Linked DNA regions of Zea mays: region 2 is linked to region 1. The links are chromatin contacts, called in public Hi-C maps. All regions are on one chromosome and are shown on one strand. Each heading gives the region's core, a stretch centred on a gene start, on an enhancer-like site or on the middle of the called end of the contact. The rest is flanking DNA. Distances are from core to core; before and after follow the strand shown.

Region 1 (7,584 bases), core at 2,945-5,444:
CTGAATGACAAGTGAAAGCGGCAACTCCAAATTTTAGAAAACTTATCTGGTACCTAAAGTAGATACATTAGCAATTGACAAACAAACAAGAACAATCATAGAAACCGGATAACTACGACGCCAATATGCAGATATATATGCCGTTCATGGTTATGTGAATAGAATTTAGATGTACCCATTTCACAAACAATTATACAAGGATGCACCATGAATATAAAGTACACGTCACAAACTTAATTATACAAACCGAAAGAGGACACACATTGTTAAAAATTGTGATAAGTCCCTCTGAATCAATTTGGAGGTTTCCTCCTAAATCAGAATCGTATCCCTGGTGGCAAAATATCAGATAACAAGCTTAAAGCCAAGAACAAAGCAAGTACCTTTTTATGTACTACCTCCATTTTTTTATTTGACGCTGAATAGTTCAACTGTCTACTAACAAACCTCAAATAAAAAAATGGGAGGGAGTATTAGATGAATTGCCGAAGCACCTGATATCACTGCAGCAATACTAGTGAGATTATGAACGGAAATTTCTTTTAGGATTACTATAAAAAAAATAAGAATTATAAAATGCTTTGTGCATCAAATCTGCCGAGTTTCACCTAATGTGCAGACCAAGATTTCTTGCAGTCATTCAGAAAGAAATAGAAAATTAAACACGTGTCAGATGATAGATTACTCTGACGTTCCTTCTTAAGGTTGTATTGATGATCTATGGCCGCGCGAAAAGCACAGGACATTCTAATGCCCCCACATTCCAGCCGATTGCCATGACTGACATTTAGGCCTTGGCGATTTACCTTCACAGTTGATACTCGAGCTCAAAGAGAACGAATCAAAGTGGTAGATCACTTCGATTGTATAAATCCATACCTAGTCTCTTAGTCATACTTCAGCATGAACGAATCTTTTTTATTTGAGTGTATCACTTAGGTCTCCAAACTCAGAGAACTAGAAAAAAAAAAGGGGTCCTGAACTTGACCCGTGCAAAATTATCTGAAACTGCATTTGCTTAAACTGAATGGCGACGAGGGTGTGCGTCTGTTTGGTGCTTGGGCCGCCGAACTATCAAAATGCTCCGGCCTGCTCATGCGGGCACGGTGCACACTATTAGCTGCGGTTTGTGAGTTTACTATCACACTGCTTTACACAGAAGCATAGTGAGGAGGTGCGCTATAAAGGAGGCTAGGAGATGCCTACGTAGAAGCAACTCAGCAATCATGAGCCTTAGGTTCTATTTGGAAGCAAACCCAGTTTTGATATGCCAGTTTTGATATGCAGTATAAATTTCTGAATTTGACTCTAATGTTTTGATATGCGAGACTAGATTGTTTTCTACTGATTGGAAAAATATTTGTATCGTTTACATCCTTAGGTGCCCGTTCTGTTCCCATGATCTGAGCAGACATGAGATTGGACATAAAAATGAATATGTGATGGGTCATGAGTTTTAGTAAGCATATCTCATATAGGCACTGTTTTAGGTTGGCAAAACCCAACATAGTTGTGTCCGTTGCCATCTGTACATGGTGCCATGAGCCCATCACCACCGGTTGGTCTGAGACTGAGAATCCTAATCCAGTGCTTAGAGATACTCAAACACTACCTATTTCAGCATTTGTCCGCGCTTTTATACAGCCAAGAAAGTTTCTGTAGAGCTTCTGTGTAGAAGGTAGGAATTCAGTCGAAAGACATATCCTGAAGAGAATGAGAACGACAGTATTGGACAACCTCACCTGAGAAAAGGAACGACAAAATACATGCTTCCTCCGTTCTAAAATAGTACTCGTTTCAGCTCTTAATTTTTATGTTTATATTCAAATTAAACTGATAAGTATCTTAGCCAAAAGGCCGAGAAAGGTATCTAGACACGTATAAAACATATACCAAATATTGTGTGAATTCAATAAATCTCTAAAACAAATTTTATTTTCGGACAGAGGGAGTACATAGTACGATCGAATAGCTAAGATAATAAATTGAACTTCGTCAACTCATAGTACGTTATACACTCTCTGATTACAAGGGTAAAGAAACGGAGAAAATATGGAAACTTGTCCCTTTTCATGCCTAAAGATTCACAGGAAAAAAACTAATTGCAGAAGCAGTAGTTTTTCATGTTTCTGCCTAGCATGATATTCGCCTATGTCACAGGCACACAGCCAAATCCTGCAGTGTGCCTATGTTACATAAAGCGATCAATGAGTCACAGATGCAGCCTTTCAGGTCGTCTAAATGGGTGAGTCTTCAAATTTCTCGTGACTCGTGAGCTGCTTAAAATGATGCAGCAAAAATGCCCATTCAGGTCAGTAGGTCCTCTTGACCCTGTATCACTGCATGTCTGCCTAACCATCATGCTTCTGCCATCTTAAAGCTTTGTATCTCTCTAATTCTTTGAGCTTCATTCTCCAAAACATTCCAACCAACGCCAGAATCTATAGCAGTATGGGACTACGGGTGAGCACATAGCGCAAATAAAAAGAATTCAGGCCTCAAAAATCAACCAGTGACCTCTTAGCCATTTTTTCTAAACCTTATACCCTTATTATTTGGCTTGAAATCTTCTGGGCCTATTAACTCTGAAGCACTTGAATTCATATCCTCGGTGAGCTTTTGTGCTAGTTCAAAATGTCCAGCCTTTTTCAAGTTGCTTGTCAATGCACGGTAGACATAAACTGAAGGTTGGTGCGACTTTTTCATCTCGTGAAACATTTCCAGGGCTTCAGTAATATGGCCAGACCGTCCAAAACTATCAATTAGTGCAGTATATGTCCTCAAATCTGGAGTGATGCCTCTCTCTACCATTTCCAAAGCAAACCTTTTGCACAAATCTAGTCTACCAAGCCTTCGCATGCAGTTTATTAGTGTATTGTATGTCACAATGTCAGGAAAATGCCTAAGTTTTTCCATTAGCTTCACCTCACCAAGCATTTGGTCCACCCGTCCAGCTTTCCCTAGCATGTCCAAAACAGTGTTGAACGTGACAACATCCAAGCTGGTTTCATATTTCTTCAACTCTTCGAAAATGACCAAACTTTTATCAATGTGTCCGTATTTGGCTGTGGCAAAGATAATGCGATTCATAACTGTAGCATCTCTAGAGTGTGTGATTTCCAAAATTTCTCTTACAAATTTGAGTATCATTTCACAGTCATCCAACTTCTGGAGGGCCAATGCAACATTCATATATGAAGTTGAATCAGGAGTAAGTTCTGAAAGCAGCAGGTACCTGAATACCTTGGCAAAAAGAGTAAAGATGTTTGCTTCAGCTGTGTGTTGCAGTAACATATTAAAGGTGTGCAGGCCGACATGGATCTGCTCGTCATGCAGATGTCGAAGAACACGAACAGCATCAACAAGATTGCCAGATCTGCAGAGGTTCTCGACATAAGCAGCACATGGTGATGCATCTGAAACACCACTGCTTGCACTGGTTGAGCAGCACCGCTTAAACGCCTGAATGACCCTGTCATCGTCGGTGTTATCTGAACCACACTGTTGTAGGCAACGCACAGCCATGGGTGAATTAGTGCGTGCAGTGGGCTGTACCACGAGCAAGGCACGCATCAAATACCTCTGGATGTAAAAAATAAATGAAACTTCTGATATCATTTCACCATTTTGAGTACCGGCTACCACAATAAAAACAGCATAGGTGAAAAAAAGAAAAAGGAAATAACTTATTCAAACGTTCAACAACCGGACCAAGGATCGGATCCTGGTTGCTAAGAAAAGACACTAAGTCTACTAGATAATCCGTCACAGGAATCTTAATTCACGCTGAGCTGAAATCGCAAGGAATCAATCAACCCCTCAGCGAGGTAGTAATCTAGCCGTGCAGCGCACGTTCTAGCAAGTGCTTGGATTCAAGTGAGGCTGTACTTGATTCTCGAATTCGTGACAGGTCCGCGCTAACCAAGCACCGCGGCGGAATTTCTTTTGCTGAAATCACAAAAAATGGGTAAAGCAGATAAGGGCAGTACCGGAACGGAGAGGCGCGCGGTGGCGGCGAGCGAGCGTCGGAGGAGCGCCGCGGCCGAAGAGAGCCGCCACATCTTATCGGGGTCTCGGGGTGCGCTGTCACGCAACGCAAGTCAGGTGTTCGACGATATACCTCCAAGCATTTAGCCGTTGGTGAGGGTTGGGAGAATGCGAGCGGCGGAACGGAAAGGCCCGTCAGCCGTGCCGTGAGGTGTGCTTCGGACAGCACCTAATCTATACTACTTTTATTAAGTGCGTGTTTGCCGCCATGGCCCACCGGCCTGGCTGCGCTTCCGGGCTACAATTCTCGTGTTTGCGTCGTCTAACTTGCTCGGGAGCCTGACTGTGCATCTACAAATTTAACCTCTTAGACTGACTCCACAAAAACGAGATCAATGTCCGTTTTCCTGGGAGTCTGGCTGCTTATGGTGTAAGGTTTCCACGTTTAGTTAGTTTTAGCCTTCTAGTCCGATGATTTACTGGGTGACAAACAACAGCTCGTCTGAGCTAGGCTTATACGGTACAAGTGCACAAACAAAGTGAGTTACAGTAACCGGAACAGACTAGCCTCAGTCTGGACCAGTTGAACGGGCCGAGCCGGCCCGGCACAGGATCGCAAACACGCCCTAAATGCCTGTAACTCTGACCTCGCCCTACACGCAACACTCTCTCAGATATTGTCGTGTGTTCACTACTCAGATATAAATATTCTTATAAGTCGTAGGAGATAGTTATCTCAATTGTAAATCTTCTGTGATATGTAAACATCTGAAAAATGGTGAGATTGTTGCTGATCGGCACCCATGATTTTTTCCATTCGCATTGAAGAGTTTTCGAAATTATATCTGTGTGTCCTATGTGTTTGATCTACTTAGTGGGTCGCTGCTCCTTGTGGCAGGGTCGCTGCTATCGTCGCTCTGGTAGTCTGGTCTATTGTGACCTGCAGCAATTCTTTGTTCGGGACGCTGAGCGCCGTGGCGCTGGCCGCACTCTCCGCACTACAGGTGATCTCACCGGTAACGCGATGTCCGGCGCCGTCACGGGTGTCGCGTTCGCACACCCGGCGTGCAACAACATCGCCTTGGTTCCACTCAGGTCGATGTGGTCCAGAGGCTAGAATGGTGGAGGGGTTGCCTTCACCCTTGTCGCTGTGGTCGCCTTCCTCTTCTTGGAATTGAGGTCCTTCATCGCGGACGTCGAGTTCGAGTGTTCGACATGGATGCCACCACCAGGGAGCCAGCGAACTCGTTGCAGCTCATCACGACAGAGGCAGCCCAAAGAGGCCTGCTGAAGCTGGATAGTAGTCACGCAGCACAAAGAATACGATGCATTTTCCTTCCTACAGCGAAGAGGACGTGTTCTGCTAAGTAAACGGTAGGACAAAGTCAAGCACCCGCACCGCAGGCAGCTGAACCGTCGGGATGAGATCGAGGGGCCAGTAAAAAACGGGGCCACATGGACACTCCAGTGTGCTAGTTTTGCTCAGACTCTATCTGCGTGTTTTGTTATGTGGACGCGCTTGGCCAGATCCTTCGTATGTATTGGCTAAGCGTAGGCTTTTCTTTGTTAACCTGTATGCAGGGGGCATGGGCTGCATCCGCCCATGCAGCACAGGCTAAAAAAGGGGCTCTTGACTGCATGTGTGGGGAAGATCATATCGGGCGTACCTGGCGGCCCAGGCTCTCGTGCGCCGGGCTTAACCTCTGCACGAAACCAAACACATGGTATATATTATAGTACTAGCTGCACTCTCCAATATTCATCGACCGCATGTTTATTTTTAAATTAAAATGTGATAAATAAAAAGAACACACGGAGTAATGCGTCTAACTCCAAGTGGCTATTTAACTCGTCCTCGTCCACGTCGTCTCAAATACATCGTTTGTTCTATACATGTTGCAGACGATTCCATACTCATTGCAGGCTCTTCATTCGTGACAACACCTCCTTTACGGCGATAGGGAGGGTGACAACTTGTAAGACTAGTTTGGGAGTTCAAAAACCGAAGATGGTTGGAGGGACTAAAATTCTCTTCTTATTTAATTTTAAATAAGAAGGAAATTTTAGCCGGTTCAATCTCCTTTGATTTTTGGACTCTCAAACTAGCGAGTAGTGTATGAGGCGGCGCCCGTCACAGCCACGTGGCTGAACAGGTGCAATGGCCGGAGGCGAGCGTACGCTATCCGCCGATGCCGAGCTGCCTCCTCCCCGGCATCGTGCCACGCCCACCGTCGGCCTGTCTCCGCCGCCTCCTTCGTCGTAGCATCAGAATGGACTCCTCCAGGCCAATGGCCAACCCGTGCCTTCTACCTGTGCCTCAACCTGCTCACCGGCGACTACACGGAGGAAGTGAGGGCAGAGGAAGTTGTCGGAGGTTTCAGGCTTCGCCACTCCACACAACAGGAATACAGAGGACTTCTGGTGGCCGTTTTATTTTCGACGGCCTGATGCCAGATGGATGAACCTTAAATACTTTTTATATTATGTATTTAAAAATTGCTATTTAACGCATTTTTCAGCATATTGAACTCAGAACTCTGCCATCCGTGCAAGCGTCAGAGTAACAACGCTGACTCGGTCATTTCATGATTGTATTGTAAGCAACCAATAACCATGCACAGGCACAGCTCCTTGCCGGCCGGTCATGGTGCCACGCTACAGAAACTCGCGCGGCCTGAAAACGCGGGCTGAGTTCGTTACCAAAAATAACGGCCACGACACAACCACCGCTCCCGTCCCGCGGAACGGGAGAGCCCCGGAAAGAGCTCGTCGTCGCCCCAGGAGCCCGCTCCACCCAAGAAACGGTACGCAGAGCGCCAGGCTCCACTCTCCACCCCCGTCTGCGTGCGTGCGACCGCGCGCGACGTCTCGGTGATGGCGTACCGTCGGAAGCAGGGCATCCAGCGCTCGGCCACCTTCGTCGAGGACCACCGCCAGGCGTCGTCGGGCGGCTCCGCGTCGCCGGCCATCGCGTCCCCGCGCGCCACACGGTTCGCGGACGACAGCCGCCGCCCCGAACGCCCCTCTCCCCTGGCCTCGCCCGCCGCGCCCGGGGACCTAACGCTGCCTTCCATCGGCGAGCGCTTACCCGCCGCTCCGGCGGCGGCGGGGGCCCAAGCCCAATGCGACGTCGAGCCGAGTAGCCCGCTGCAGGTGTGCTCCATTCTCCCCTCCTCCTTGCACTCGTCCTAGGTAGGATTTCTTGTGCACCTGAACTCTGATCAAGAATTTCCCTGAACAAACCGGAAAACTCATGCCGTTTTGCATTTCCCTGAACAAAAATTGTAATAAAAAACAGAGTTGTACTGGTGGTATACGTAGACGAGCATGCAGTGATTGTTCTTTTGCAAAATAGATTAGACCCTGTCCGTGAACGATCATCTTGCATTGTATTCTTGTCCAACAATCGTAGGACCCTGTCACCCATCTCTACACATCGCCAACTTGCCTAAACGACGAGGGGCCCAAGTACGACCTCGAGCTATCCAAGAAAGAGCACACGAAGCATGGGTTCTGGGGGCTTCTGGCTCAGAAAGCCAAGGTCATGCTCGACGAGAATGGCACCCCACGCATTCAGGTAACAACTCTGAAACCAAA
Region 2 (7,584 bases), core at 3,487-5,986, 290 kb before region 1:
TCAGCTCTCTTACGGAAGCAGGAGGACGTCAGCAAGGACTCAACCGCTCCGACAGTTGTCCCTCCGCCAGGCTCCGTCGCTCCTCCGACGGCCACGACATCACACCAGCTGGGTGCCAAGATCTCTCCGGTTGCCACATCGGCATGTACTTAGGGCGCTAGCTCTCCCCCGCTAGACACGTAGCACTCTGCTACACCCCCATTGTACACCTGGATCCTCTCCTTATGCCTATAAAAGAAAGGACCAGGGCCCTCTTAGAGAGGGTTGGCCGCGCGGGGACGAGGACGGGACAAACGCTCTCTTGGGGCCGCTCGCTTCCCTCTCCCGCGTGGACGCTTGTAACCCCCTACTGCAAGCGCACCCGACCTGGGCGCGGGACGAACACGAAGGCCGCGGGATTTCCACCTCTCTCACGCCCGTCTCCGGCCACCTCACTTCCCCCCTTCGCGCTCGGCCTCGCGTCGACCCATCTGGGCTAGGGCACGCGGCGACATTCACTCGTCGGCTTAGGGACCCCCCGGTCTCGAAACGCCGACACTTTTGTGCATAGAAAAACGACCATGAAGCTCTAGATTGTACATGCCCTTATTATCAGTAAATCAATAATCACATCGTGGCATGGATTTACGGATATCTAAGTTGTTGGCAACTCGCATTCTACCCGCGATTAGTGACGTGTGTACCCACATAGAACATCTGACCTTTTGCACCTTGTTTTGTTTCTTTGACTAAAGTGTAGTTTATATCACAATAAATATTTGAATATTAATTATAAGTATTAAATATAGATTCAATTAGGTTTTAATAAATCTACCTTGTCTTTTAGTATTTATGTGTATAATTAGTTTTGTAATTAAACTATATTTAATAACCATAATTATCATTTAGGTCATTGATATGATAAGTACTAAATTTTAGTTAAGTGGACGTTCATCCGCCAGACGGAGTGGACAGACACCGGTGAGGCTTGAGGACTATAGATGTACATGAAGCATAAAGCCCCAAGCCCGTTTTTATGGCCCGGTAAAAGCTAGTCCGACCCACTTTATACAGACCCGAATCGGGGCGATATGGATAAACAGGCTAGACATAGACAAAAAAAATAACCCGACGTGTTGGCCTGACCGATTTAATGCTAGGCCCGCCTTTTAGTCTGCTTTTCAGACCACTTTTTTGAGCTCACTAGATGGTCCAGCTCGACTTATTTATGCTCGTAGCGGATCGGGCTCGTATAAGAAAATGAGCCACCCTGTTTGGAAGGGCTGACTCGGTTTTCCAAGCGTGTCTGCCGGGCCAGACCCAAACTGGTCCAGGGCTCCAGACATCCAGTTTGTACACGTGTACTTGAGGACTGAAGAGGTAGGAACGTCGTGGTCCAACTATAAAGGAGTTATTTGAGATTGTAACAACCTCGTCGCGCGGCTTCGCCACTTTATTACTCCGCAGCCGCGCATCGCTATTTTGGTATTCTGGAGCTCACAGGCGCGCCACATTGGGACAGTTATTCCCCCGCGCTCTGTTACCTTCCATTAGGTAAGGTAAAAGTAAAAAATGTCCCTGCTGTTTACACGAGGCCGGTGAAAACCTAACTCCCCTCACTCCTCTCTTCTTCCACGGGGCTCTCCTTCTACGGCGCCGCCACTACTCTGTGCTCGCTCCTCCTCCGAGAGCACGATTCCTCCAATGGCTACTCCGGCTAGAGGGAAGAAACGACTCGTCGTCGACGTCGATCTCGAGCTCGACAGTGAGGTCGAAGTGGCTTCCGCCTTCAGCCAACTGTCTGTTTCAGTCGTTGCCAAGCGTACAGGCGACGATTGTGGCTTCGAGCACTCCACCGGCAAGGAGCGCACCACCGGCAAGCAGCGGACCACCGGCAAGGAACTCACCTGCGCGACCCCATCAAGTACCTGTTTCTGTCGTCATGGAGCAGTGATTTTTGTAGAGTACTTTATTTTTTAATCCAAACTGATGTGCAGGCGACGCAGTAGTTTTTATCCAAACTGTCTAGCGTACTGTATGTCTAAGCGCATATAGTAAAACAAATACATTTTTAAACTGTTTTTATCCAAACTGTCTAGCGACCATTAGTGCTAGAAGCAGGGGGGCGAGTGGCTTTAATTGTTAACTGTTTTCTGTCGAGCAGAGCTCACAGCCGTTTCCCTGTGTGCTGCCACCAGAAAAGTAGTCATCTACAAAGTGCTCCATTCCAACTTCTCGCAGTTGTTGCGCTATAATGACCACTAGGCCATGCTGGCACGGTTTCCCTGTGTGCTGCCATTCGAAACATGAACAATATCTCTGTTCTGCTTTGACAACGTGTCTGCTATGAATGTTGTTGTTATCATGGATCTCAGCATGATAGTAGTCACCTTTTTGTATAGATAAATGACCCAACCCCTGGTTCTAGCCTTCAACAAATTGATGACTATGGGAAGGATTGTACCACCCAATTTGTCGCCGATCCTTTTCCTTCTAAAAAAGAGATCCATAACCAAACATCTGATTTTGTCCGCAAGTTCACAAACTGGTAGGTCTTTGTAGTCTTTAATCCAGTTGTTAAATACCTCAGCAATGTTGTTGGTTATATAGTCACACTTTATAGCCGTGTTGAAACCACATCTGTACCATAAAAGAGGGTGCCACTCATCAATCCATTGCTTCACACCCGGTATATCTCTGACTTTACTGAAGTGGTGCTCGAAAATGGTGTTCCTATATGCTCTAGCTGCGGGATACATGTGCTCGGATCCACTGAAGTGCTTTACATAGTTCTGCATGAGGTGGCGGAAGCATTCTCTTTTTCAGCATTTGGAAATACATCGTTCACTGCTGATGTTAGTCCTTTGCATGCATCAGAGCAAATGGCTAAAACAGGAGGGTTGCCTATGGCCTTTCGAAGTTGTTGCATGAACCAAATCCAACTATCTTTTGTCTCTGACTCGAAGAAACCAAAAGCCACTGGAAACATCCAATTATGACCATCAACACTTGTAGCTGAGGGAAGGTGACCATTCCAACGACCATTTAGAGTTGTGGAATCCACACTTAAGTAGGGCCTGCAACCTTCACGAAAACCTTGAAGACAAGGGCCAAAACCACAAAAGAAATCTGCTGAAATATAATTTTCCATCATCAACTACTAGATCAAACTCAATCACTGAGTCTGGCATAATCTCCAAAACAACTTCTCTCCATCTAAATAGTAATTTGAAGCTGTCCTCCCATGTTCCATACAACTCTCTAAGGGCCTTCTCTTTACCTTTCCACACTGTATCATACGAAATTGTGCAATTGTGCTGCTCTTGCAAGGTATTTTGCAATTCTTTAGCTCCCATATGTGGTTTCTTCGTTAGGAATGACAGTGCTAGGGAAGCAACCCATGAGCTGGTGGGTGTTGTTGTTTTTCGACGACCACTAGAAGTGCATGTGTGCTTATCCACGATAACTGTAACCTGCAAACAATATAAAATTCATTGTGAGCTTCCCTAATTTCATTCAGGATCGAAAGTATAAACAATGTGTGATACAACATTACTCACAACGACTGTGGGAGACCCGATATTTTGTAGCCTTGCATTGATTCTCCATGGACAATCACCTCCTTTGCAATAAGCTCGATATCTGAAAGGTGAGCTTGACTCAATCCCTAACTCAAACTCATTATTAATCGCATATTGCCTGATAGCCAGTCTAAATTCTTTCATATCCTTGTACAAACTCCCAATCTTCATTATTGGATTAGATCTGTTGCACTCAAATACTCTTTCTTGTGGTATGCAATCAGTGCAGGGCAATTCAGCAGTTTCATCATTAAATTCATTGCTTTGGCGGACAGTCTCTTGTCTTTCAGTAGTTTCACGTTCATCTTCAGCTAACAAACCTAACCGATCATACATCACTAACTCAGAGGCAGTCTCTTGTTCTCCTTCTTCCTCCCATCTATCATCAATTTGTATTGCCCCCAATCAATTTCTAAAACCTGCAAACATCCAATTAAGACAGCTATGAAGTACTCGGCACAGATGCATCAAAAAATAAACTGCTAGACAATATAATGCTGGATATTTTAATCAAACCTCCATTCTATGTTCATCCCCTAACAGAAAATCTTGGGGATCAGACAAATCCGAGCTCCTAACAGGTAGATCCACTCTTTCCACAGTAGAAACCATGGGGAGGCAAGGGGGTGGCACGGGCAGCTGCCTGGTGGCAGGGGTGGCGCGGCCCTCTGGCTGGTGGCAGGCGGTGTCGTGGCCATCTGGCTGCTGGCAGGGGGTGGTGCGGCCATCTGGCTGGAGCTGCTGGCAGGGGGTGGCGCGGACGACTGCTGGGAGATGGTAGAGCTCGCGGTTGGAAGCAGGCGGCGTCGCGGGCATATGGTGGTAGCCGGCTGCCCGACCACCTGGTAGCGAGGCCCATGGTGGCACACGGCGGCGTGAGTTCTGTTTTCTGGTGGCAGGAAGAACACCCGAGCGCAAGAACACCATGGGGGTAGATTAGTCCGAAGAATTGAAAAACAGACGTTAACAGAGCGCGGAGAATAACTGTCCCAATCTGGCGCGGTTGTGAGCTCCAGAATACCAAAATGACGATGCGCGACTGTGAGCTCCAGAATACCAAAATGGCAATGCGCGGCTGCGGAGTAATAATATGGCGAAGCCGCGCGACGAGATTGTTACAATCTCAAATAACTCACTATAAAGCCGGCGGCACCACCCGGCGTCATCCCCATTGCAGTTTCAGGATTCCTGGCACCTCGTCCGCTCCGAGTCCGCGACTCTTTCACTGAGATACATACACCCCGACTCGCTAGCGAGCAGGCAGGCAGAATGGAGCGCCACGCCGAGAAGCCGCTCCTCGTGCTGCCCTCCTGCCTCCTCCTCCTCCTTGTCCTCCTCCTCGCCCCGCTTGTCTCCGCCGTCCCCACGCCAAGTGAGCCTCGGCCATCATGGCCTCCGCTGTCCCACCCCCGGTGTTTCCTCTCTCGGTCTCGGCTGCTGATTTTGCCTGTGCGATCGCAGGAAGCCTGCGCCTGGGGAGCCACCAGCAGCACCCGCCGGCTCTGAAGCTCAGTTCCTCTCAGGTACTGGCAATTGGCTGTTTCCGTCAGGTCTCCCGCCTGCTGCCGTGTTTCTCCCTCTTGATTTCGCACAACTGTTAGCGATGGTGGATGGATCCATATGCTTGTCATCTACTAGCTGCTGCTGTAGTCCTGATGACAGACGACTTTTGCCTTGGGACACACAAACAGGAGACGACGGCGATCGCGGCGGCGATGATGAACACGGGCAGGCCGACGGCGAGGATGGACGTGGAGGTGAACGACTACCAGCCGTCGGGCCCCAACAACCGCCACGACCCACCCAAGGGTCCTGGAAGAACTTGAACGGGGCTCAGCTGGACGACGTACGCGCGCCCCCAATAATCCTTCTCCTTCGTCGTCGTCGTCTTCACCGGTAGTACAGAGTGCGTTGCTTGTGCTAGCTCATGTGTATATATATACCGGCCGCGCGTGTGTATGGCCGTGTGCAAGCACATCGGTGGGTCGTTAAGTTGTGTTGGTTGCTGTTCGTCAGAAAGAACTGCACTGCATGCAGATCGATTTCGTACCCCGCTGCAGGTGCCGGTACAGTATCTATCAGCAAAAGCAGCATCATTGCTCCCTCGACCGCCTCACAGGTCACAGACGGGTTACAAGCTCTCATTCATCTTTTGTTTTCGTCACGGCCGCCGCCGCCGCCCGTGACACACTGACACGCAACTGCGCAAGCGTCGCGTTCGCCGCTGCTACGGCGGCAGATGAGAGGCGACGAGGCATCAGCGACGACGTCGAGCCAGCTGCGCGTTATCCCGCGAACTCTCCGTGACCGGTGGTGACTCGCGACCGACCTGCTCTTCTCTTCACCGGAGACCCGACCACCGCCCGCACGTCGTGGCCGCCGCTCTGTTCCACTCGTGTTCCCCCGGCCCCCGCCGTGATGTGAGGGGAGGGAGGTGGCGAGATGCGGCTCTGACTTGGGAGGGAGAGCGACGCCTCGCGCCCTCGTGTGTCGTTTCCTTTCCTCCCGCGTCCTGTCCGATCGCTGGGACCCACCGCGCACCGCCCTGTGGGCCGGCGGCCGGAAAAAAGGAGGGACTGGTGACGGAGCCACAGGAGCTTTGACACGACGACAGCAGCGCTCCTGGTTTTGACCTGGGGCTCTAGAGCGCCCGTGAGGCCGGCCGTGATCGCCAACTCTACTGTACACGAGATGCGCCGGCCCACCACGCGTGGCTGGTCCTGGTCGAGAGCGGCGGGAGGCGAAAACGACGCGCTGACCCTTCTTCCAACCTTGGAGATAACAAGCGGAGATTCGATGGGATCCTATGCTAGAGAGTACCCTTCCGTGAAAAATTATAAAGCGTTTGTTTCTTTTGATTTTATTATATATCAAGATATATACTGTATTTACCTAGATAATAAAAATAATATATTTTTTAAACCTAAACTGTACAGATAGAAAAAAATAGCGAGAATGGTACAAAATGAACTATAGGGACTGACTAAATTATCCATAGACTACTGTCGGTCACAAAACAAACTACTAACGACAGACAAAATTAGCCCTCAGAAAAACTGTTTTGTTGCTATAGTGAAACAAATGTTATGCCCTAATGGTGATTCTAGCAAATGTGGGTAAATAACTTCTACGGCTACAATGACTAATATCTCATCCATCATAATTCGTGCTACAACGACAAAAGGAAAAGCAGATCCAATCTACATATCGTCTATATACAAATCACCCATATACAAAATTGCACATGACCTAGCCCCCTACAACTATAGGGACATGTGTATGTTACACGCTACCATATCTACTATATACAATCAAGATAACATGCGAATAGAGGATTATGCATCATCAACACTAGACATGCAACACAACATAAAGTAGAACATATCGATGCGTTGGAAGTAATTGAATGTCCTTGTCCACCATCAACAAGTTTACACATGCTCCTTAATTTCTTTGCCGATCAACACACCATAACAACATCAGCGTCTCCCCGATATCCACATGTACGCACAGTTAGAGATACGATGGCAACTTGTGCACCCGCATATGCAGGGAGAGAGACGGTAGAGGCGGCTAAAACGATCCTCTCAAGCATACCAGCCTCTTCATATACTGTACATGGACACCTTGCGGTTTGTTTGGTTATTTTCAATCCATATGGATTAGAGGAGATTGATACGGATTGGAAGAGATTTTAACTTACTTAGAATTGAAACCCTCTTAATCCCCTCGATTTATATGGATTGATCTATATGGATTGAGGTAGCTAGAACCGAACATGCCGGCTTAAATTCTAATGGCTCGTAATGCTGACGATTCGTCGACACCGCCGCACGTCCGCCCGTCGCGCCGGCGCGCCGCAGCAATGGACGACCGCCGACTCGAATGGAATAATCGAATCTCTCGTTCGCTGCTGCACGCCCACGCAGTCACGCAGACACACAGGCCATCCGCGAGGCATTCGTGTTCGTGGTGGCCTGGTGCGTACAAGTGCATGCAAGGCTGCGCTCCGGTTATTATTATC

Evidence for each region. A called contact is a pair of places that touch in the nucleus more often than the background predicts.
Region 2: a Hi-C map of ear shows a contact between it and region 1, with 1.8 times the contacts expected there. The contact joins the promoter of LOC100274775 here to the promoter of LOC100275714 in region 1. A contact is called at or near these places in 2 of 25 Hi-C or Micro-C datasets (ear and leaf).

Annotation. Positions count from the first base shown.
Region 1 is chr6:166,226,831-166,234,414 of Zm-B73-REFERENCE-NAM-5.0, reverse strand. LOC100275714 reads right to left here and starts at 4,194. Exons shown (of 2, transcript NM_001149739.1): 1 at 3,990-4,194; 2 at 1,967-3,582. The coding sequence starts at 4,061. The coding sequence ends at 2,521. It overlaps LOC103630511, which reads left to right and starts at 6,691. Exons shown (of 6, transcript XM_008651576.4): 1 at 6,691-7,140; 2 at 7,400-7,564. The coding sequence starts at 6,862.
Region 2 is chr6:166,513,864-166,521,447 of Zm-B73-REFERENCE-NAM-5.0, reverse strand. LOC100274775 reads left to right here and starts at 4,736. Exons shown (of 3, transcript NM_001149060.1): 1 at 4,736-4,932; 2 at 5,022-5,083; 3 at 5,252-5,663. The coding sequence starts at 4,830. The coding sequence ends at 5,386.